Linked DNA regions of Arachis hypogaea: region 1 is linked to region 2. A link is a contact called in public Hi-C data. All regions are on one chromosome and are shown on one strand. Each heading gives the region's core, a stretch centred on a gene start, on an enhancer-like site or on the middle of the called end of the contact. The rest is flanking DNA. Distances are from core to core; before and after follow the strand shown.

Region 1 (4,028 bases), core at 1,123-3,622, 61 kb before region 2:
ATATTGGCCACAAAATAAATTAAAAATTAATTTCCTATCGTTAATTAGGTATCATTTAATTTAACCTCAGTTGAAATTTGTAGTAAACACATACCCGGCCCCAGTATGTGATGAAAGTTATATTTTTTAATACAGAGCTTAATATTTATAAAACTTTTTAATTATAATTATTTATTTTTCCAAAAGTGCATGTAAGACCAATAAGTTAAAAGGTCCTATGTTAAGAAACTTGTTAAAAATATTTAAAAAATAATTGAAAAAATTTTTATGTTCTCAATATAATTTTTTTAATGAAAGAAATATATTTTACTTCCTTAACAAGTATTTTAAAAATACTTTTTACCTAAATCCCAATTTAAATTATAAAAATCTAATAATTAGGAGTAGTTATTAAAAATTAGAAGAGGAAAACTACTACATATTATAAATTCAAAGCTTATATATGGACAACTTAAATGATATTGAAAAGTTTAGAGTATGTTATCGGCTTTTGATTTTATTTTCAATTGTTTTTATATTTAAAATTTAAAAAAATAAAAAATAAAAAATAAAATGAAAATTAAAAATTCTATTATTTTTTAACCAAGCGAACACTTATATCACATAGGATGTCTTGAATATTTTTACGTACAAAGTTATATAACTTCGGTAAAAGAAGATTGTGAGGGAAAATTTTATCATGTGTCACACATTGATTGATAAAAACAAAATATTTTTGGTAAAATTAAAGATAAATATTTTTAATTTGGACAATTTCATTCGAACATTAAAAATTCTAACATAATTAAACAATTTTTATATCATAGGATGATAATGGGAATGGAATGAACTACTTATAATATTTGAATCCCCCTATTAATTAAACAAATCATAGCAAGAAAGACTAGGCCAAGGTTGTTGCACGCATGCACGAATCTAATACTTCTTTAGCACTTCATACTTAATAGTATAGTACATTATATTATATTATTATAATTATATTATATTATATTATAAAAAATTTATTATATTATATAATATTGAGAATAAAAATAATTTATTAATATTATATTATATTATATTTAAGAATAAGATTATTGAGAATACTAAAATAGTACGATGTAAAAAAATATTAAAATAACATTCTTACGTTTATACTTAAAAAATGTAACATATTTGATTAAATATTCTTTTATATATATATATATATATATATATATATATATATATATATATATATATGAAATATATATTTTTTATTTTTATTTAAAAATATATTTTGTCTATTTTTATATGTTATTTTTATTTTAGTAAGTAAATATTAATTTTATTATAAAATTAATTAATAAGATCTATTTAAATATCTAAATTAAAATCATAGGATAATATAAACAAATTATTTAAGTTAATATCTATTTTAATAATTTTTTATCTAAAAGTGATTTTAAATAGTACAAGCTAAACAATATTTATTTTACTATAATCTTTTTGATACAAAAATTATCAAACATAAATCACTTCAATACAAACTTACTTTTTATTAAAATTAAGTTTGTAAAGTCAATTTTATACAAATTTTTGTTTATAAACTGTAATTCAAACACACATTTCATAGTATAAGTATTTATTTATTTTTTTCATAACAAAAATATCCTAAACACAAGAAAATAAATAATTCTTATAGGCGTTGAATTGAAGGTTCGATTGCTATTCACTTTGCCTTATTTTGATTCTTTAATTTTGTTTTGACACTTTTACCCCCCATTCAACATATTTAGGAAAGAAAAATGTATTCCTTTCCTTTCAAAATTTCAATTTTTCTATTTCATATAAAAGTTATTACCAATATCACATTTCTCAAAAATATGATTTTTGGGGTGTTTATAAATGTAAAAATCTCTCACTTTTTTAAAGTTAAATTAAGCCCATTCATTTTTTAAATAATATCAGTTTTTTTTTTGTCAATAGATTAGACAACTCTCAATATTAGGTACACAACACACTCACATATTTCTCACATATTTTATTATATTTTTTCTTCAATTGTATTTGTTAGAGTTTGAATCCTAAACTTTTGAAGTGGTGAGGAAAAAATATGCCATGTGAGCTAAGAATCATTGACAAATAATATCAGAATTTAATTCAGCCTAATATAGTTTGCCCATCCATAATTTTTTTTTTAATTTTTTTATTTTTGATATCAGTCACCCAGTCACCCACTAAAATTCATTCCTCTAAATTCCACTCTAGGACCTTTTTTTTTTTTTTTGTCATGGACTCGAGGACTTTGTAACTAAATAAATGGTTGCCAACCTCGTTGGCCTCATATGTAGAAACCCTTTTTGGTCATATATATGTAGAAACCAGTTTTTGGTCTAAATTCTACAGGCTGTACAATATTGGTCTGTATATTTAATTCTCGGTTGAAACAAAATTGAAACATATCTAAAACTTTTGCTTGGTCTGAAACACTTCATTAAAGAAGGGCCAATACCCAAAACAAAAAAACAAAATTTTTTTCCAGAGAAGAGAAGGAAATTGGGCTTAGCAAAAGAGTCCAACTGAACTTTAGAAGGGAGGGTCTTCATGACAAAAACAAATAAATAAATAAGGGAGGGTGTTGGAGTAGAAGGAAGTGAAGGAATTGGAGATCATTATTAGGGTGAATTGATTAAGTTAGTATCTGTTGTGGAATATATGAATGTCTTGGGTAGTTGGTATATGGATGTACTTACCAAATCCATTTTAGTCAATATTGGCCATTCATGAATCATGATTACCTATAAATAAGCTATAATACAATTTTTTTATATACACATATATAGGCTTATGGCACATGCTAAATCTAAAATTAGAGGCACTTTCATCAGTTCACTAGTTTATTATTTTAATTTTTCTAAGGAAAAAAAAAAGTAACAATTAAAAAGCTTTAGTTTTTGACACTGTGTGGCCTATATTAAACAGCTTAACTGCATATAGAAATATGGAATAGCTAGTCTCAATTTGAACGTTGAGATAATATTACTTTTCTAGCTGTTTCATTTGTGATAAAATTATTTGTCTCAAAAATTTAAATTAATAAAAAAATAATATTAATAATTATATTTTTAATATTTTTTTGTCAAACAAAGATATTTTTTAAATTTGTTTGATTTTTATATAAACATTTTTTTCTTGTTTATTTATCTTATTCTATTTTTTACTTTTAGGATTTACGAAAAATTAAATTCTAAAATTTTTAAATATAAAACGTTGATACCATGTCACAAAATTACTCATTCTAAAAATTTAAACTAATAAAAAAACAACATTCATACTTATATATCTAATATTATCATCAATGATTGTAGTTGGACTTTCCTTGTGCAAATGATTAGCAATGTTCTTGCCCTTGCCTTCTTCATAATAATTAATGATGATCCTCTTTAACTAAGCTAAGTACTATATTGTATATAATCTTGACAACAAAACGTTCATATCATGAGCATTAGTCCCCACATACATAGAGAAAGGTTCCTTCATACAAATATATGGGGAGAAAGATGATTCGTGAATTTAATATTGGTTTTCTTTATTAGTAGATAATATATAATATAATCTTGAGAGCGTCCATGTACAATATCTATCTAGTCCCATATTTCTTTTGTGATGAAAAGACGTAATGGGCATGCTTCAAACACGAACCAAAAGAACAAGGAATCGAATAATCCAATTAAAATTTGAGTGCAAAGAAGCAATTTACCGAGCTTTATTTTACATGCAAAGATTCACGCATATCCACATATACTTAAAGCCAATAAAATTTAATTTTATTGCTTTTCTACTTTATCTCAGATAAAACCTTATCTTAGTTATAAAACTTCTAGGAGATGCATGTATCATGATCTCCTATCATGGATCCGTTATATGTGGGATAGAGTAGGTTATTGAAACAATATGGAATTGGAAATTGCTATAATTAGGAGAATTTAATTTTGGGAGAGGAGAGATTGATCATGTAGAAGAAAAGAATGTAATAAGAGGAGCAGAAAATGTTCTATATGAAATAT
Region 2 (4,193 bases), core at 86-2,585:
AGATTTTTTTTCTGATCCAAACAATTTCTTATTAATGACAGCATATTTTTCATGATGGAGAATTACACGGCGAAATTAATAGCTAAAAATTATTAGATGAAACCAATGCAGTCGATTTCACGTGAAGTTAATAGCTGAGAGCTATTTGATGAAAATTTAGTCAAATCAATCAAATCATCTAATGGTTTTCAATTATTAACTTCACGTGAAATCGACTGCATCTGAGTTTTCACCTAATTTAATATATGTAACTTAATTATTTTCTAATAGTTCTTAAGAAATTGTGGTCGAAATTGTGGAAAAAAGATGTGAAGATCAGGCAAATTCATTGACGGAGTTGTTAATTATTTATATGAATTATTAACATATACAACAAAAGGGGCTGGTTTTGATTGATTAGAAAATTGAGAAAACAAACAACAAGGAAAGGGACAATAATTGAAGATCGAAAACATCTAAAATATATATGGAATTTGAATGAAATCGTCGACTACAGTGGTGGGAAAGGATTGAGAGGAAGAAGAAGAGGCGTGGCAGAAAGCAGCAGTGTCATTGAAATCAGAGGAAGAAGGGAATTCAGGGAAAGGAGGCAAGGAAACTTGAGAATGATTGAAATGAAAGATGTTATCGGAGGAAGAAGAGGAAGAAGTAATAAGAGAAGTAGCATCAGCAGTAGCAGTAGCAGCAACAGCAGAATAGCGAGCAAGACGATCCTTGGCAATGGCGAGATCGTGCTGAAGCTCGAGCATTTTCCTCTGGAGGAGAGCAATGGCGCCAATGCAGCCGTAAACAGGGTCGCGGAGGCGGGCCTCGGCCTCGTAGGCGAGGGAGTTGACGGTGTCTTCCCGCTGGTCCTCGGGGACCTCGACGAGGATCTTGCTGACATTGCTGGCACCGAAGACCTTGTGAACTTTGGCGAATTTCTTGCACTCGTCGGAGCGAAAGTAAGGGGCGAATATGCAGTTAGGGATGCACCTTCTCTTCAAGAATTTGCAGGCGGCACAAGAAGAACTTGAACGTGGCTCGTAACCCTTCATGATGGCTCCTCCTCCTGATTTTTTCATAACAAGAAATGAATATGGATGTGTCATGTGTGTGTATGCATCGCTATTTAAGGGGAACCACATTTCATGCCACAGTTAGATCAGGTGAACGTCGCACTCACTCTCCAGAAGAACACTTGCATGGGCCACGCCTCTGCTGTCCTTTTACACCTTCTTCTTTCCTTTTTTCTTTTTTCTTTTTTCTTTTTGCATGAGTTGTATACACAAAATTACTTCTTTTCAATTAGTTTCCTTGTATAATAGCTCCATTCCATCCAATTTTCATCATATTTTAAATTGGTAAAAATTTATATACAATTATTTTTATGCAAAGTTAATAGTTGAAAGTCAATTAAATAATTTAATAAATTTAACTAAATAATCATTTAACAACTCTCAATTCTCAATTATCAACTTCACTTAAAATAACTTCATGTGAATTTTTATCTCTAGAAGTAGAGAGATAATTAAAATGGTAATATTTTATGTCAATATGTAAAACTCATAGTTTTAGTGACTTATTATTTTAAGTGGATCGATTAATGATTGGTTCGATTTACGAGTATTTTTAAATGTTCAATTTTAAATTTTTAATTTAATTTTATTTTAGATTTTACAAAATGGTAGATCAATATTTGTTCATCATATAATATAAATAGTATTTTAAAATTAAATATGAGATTTTTAATCAATATTTAATTTTAATTCAATTTAAATTTTATGACTTCGATTTTCCACTAAAATAAAATAATCTTTTCATACTACAATCAATATCATTTTATCAATAATTTCCAATGAAGAATGAAATTAAAACATGGTCTACTTTTATATATTAGCTTTAAAATCCTAAAAATCACTCTATTAAACTTGTTTTAATAATTCCATGTATATGTAGAGTGGATTTTATTTTCTTGAGGATGGAAACTCATGTGTAGTCGCATGAAATTGATACCTGAGAGTTGTTAGATGATTTGATTGACTTGACTAAATTTTTATCTAATTATTCTCAAATATTAACTTTACGTGAAGTCAAATTTCCCTGAGTTTTCACCTTTCTTGAATTGATCTATCATATTTAATTTAGTTTTTGGACAATTTAGTTTCTGTAATTTCTGTAATTATTCTCTTATACGGCTAGTCATGCACATATTATTATCATCGCTTACGTTATTGATTGAAAATTTGAAAATTGGGAGTGCAAAGGTAGGTCCAAATAATTGATTCATGTGGACAATGGGTGGTGTGTGTTGGTAGTTTTCAAGTTGGACATGATAGTTCATGAATAAAGATATGGGGATATTTTGATTGACTAAATTAAGAAAAGAAAATATTCGCAATAAATGTAAACTTATCCCGTTGGAGGTGATACATTGCATACATGCTCAGATGGAAACCAATGGGATCAAAATTGAGTACTTTGGAATTTATATTACATGTAGTTTTGGAATCTATAGTACACCATAGTGGAGCCAAAAATAAAGCTACCCATATATTGTTTTCTGCCTTTTCTATCATTAGATATTCCGTTACTTCGGTTGTTATTTTTCTCTTTCAATTCTAGTTGCTTTCTAACAACTCAAACTGTAAATAAATTACATATGCCTACAATATCACTGCATGCCAAATTTTATTACATCGAATTAAACCACTACACATTATTGGTAGTAACTAGTAACCTAATATGAGTTTCCCTTTTTTATTTCTAAACGAATAAATAAATTTTGGGGGGGGGGGGGGGTGTTCTTTTTATTTTATTTTATTTTTTGTTTTGAGAAGGCGTGGATATGACATGATATATGGTAAAGTAAATAACTACGCACGTGTATATATAATTTAATTTTGATTTGTTGTGTGTATGAAATAATTTATATGTATCTAATTACGATATAACAATAAAAATAATTATTTTTTATATATTGATCTGACTACATAAATAGTCATTCAAAAAAAATATTTGAATAAATATGATCGGATAACTATATAAAATATTTTATACTACCAGTATATCAAATATATATATATATATATATATATATATATATATATATATAGTGACGGATCCAGAAAATTTTGGTAGTGGGGCAAAATTTATATAACATCATAATTATTTTTATAATAAAAATAATATATGTATATAAAAAATTAAATATTAAATTATTTATTAATTATTATATATCTGTGTATAAATATGTATTGTTTAACTTATTTTTAATGTGTATTTTATATTTTAATATATATTTTATACAAATAATTATTTTTTATGTACATATAACATAATTATTGTTATGATTATATTTTATTATTGTAAAATATGATTAGCCTTCAAAATATCTAATATATAAATTACAATACTAAAATAGTAATTTAAATAATAATATATAATTTAAATTTCTATTATTTTAGGTTTTATATTTTAAAAAATTAAATAATTTTTCTGTTAACTACCATCAAAATTTCTCTCTTTTTATATATATTACTAAATAATTATTTAAAAATTCACTTCCTAACACAATTAGAAGTCGAATCTTATTTATATTTATAGTTAAAAAAGTTCTTTCAATTAATACAGTTGTTATAAAAAATTAAAGCTAATTTGAAAAGAAGATAAATAATATTCTTTTGAGTTGATTTTTAAAAAAGAATACTAATTTCATTTAAATTTGAGAATTGATCATTCTAAGTTTTAACGAATTTCTAATATAAAATTTTTAAATTGACGATTAAGTACCAAAAGTTGAGTAAAAATTTATTGTGGGGTCAAATTTAATAATTTAATGGGAGGTAAATAAATATTATTATCATATACTACTCAAAAATATTCTAAATTGTAGTGGGAGCGCTTGCCCCCACAACAATGTATGTAGAACCGTCCCTATATATATATATATATATGACATAATTCCGTTAAAAAGTAGTGTTAGCAAAAGTCTTAAAAACATTAATAAAGGGGTTTAATAGATAAAGTTTCTGTTGAAACACTAAATAATACAATTTTTAATGTATTTATTGAAAAAAAATCTGTTAATAGTAATCTTAATTAATGCCAAGAGCACTTTCTTACATAGACCTTTTTCTTGGATAATTTACATAAACTTTTATGTATAAGAAAAAACAACTTTTGTGTATATTTAATGATATTGTTTGAAATTT

Evidence for each region. Hi-C and Micro-C count contacts between places; a contact is called where the count stands out from the background.
Region 1: a contact with region 2 is called in a Hi-C map of leaf, with 2.4 times the contacts expected there. The contact joins the enhancer-like site here to the promoter of LOC112702349 in region 2. A contact is called at or near these places in 2 of 8 Hi-C or Micro-C datasets (both in leaf).

What each region holds. Positions count from the first base shown.
Region 1 is chr7:8,848,660-8,852,687 of arahy.Tifrunner.gnm2.J5K5, reverse strand. No RefSeq gene overlaps it. Among protein-coding and RNA genes, the nearest start is that of LOC112702351, 14 kb to the left of the region's middle. Within about 2 kb of position 2,372, at least 2 of the 3 cell types and tissues checked have open chromatin away from gene starts, as enhancers often do.
Region 2 is chr7:8,786,210-8,790,402 of arahy.Tifrunner.gnm2.J5K5, reverse strand. It overlaps LOC112702349 (LOB domain-containing protein 21), which reads right to left and starts at 1,335. Exons shown (of 1, transcript XM_025753346.3): 1 at 316-1,335. The coding sequence starts at 1,127. The coding sequence ends at 456.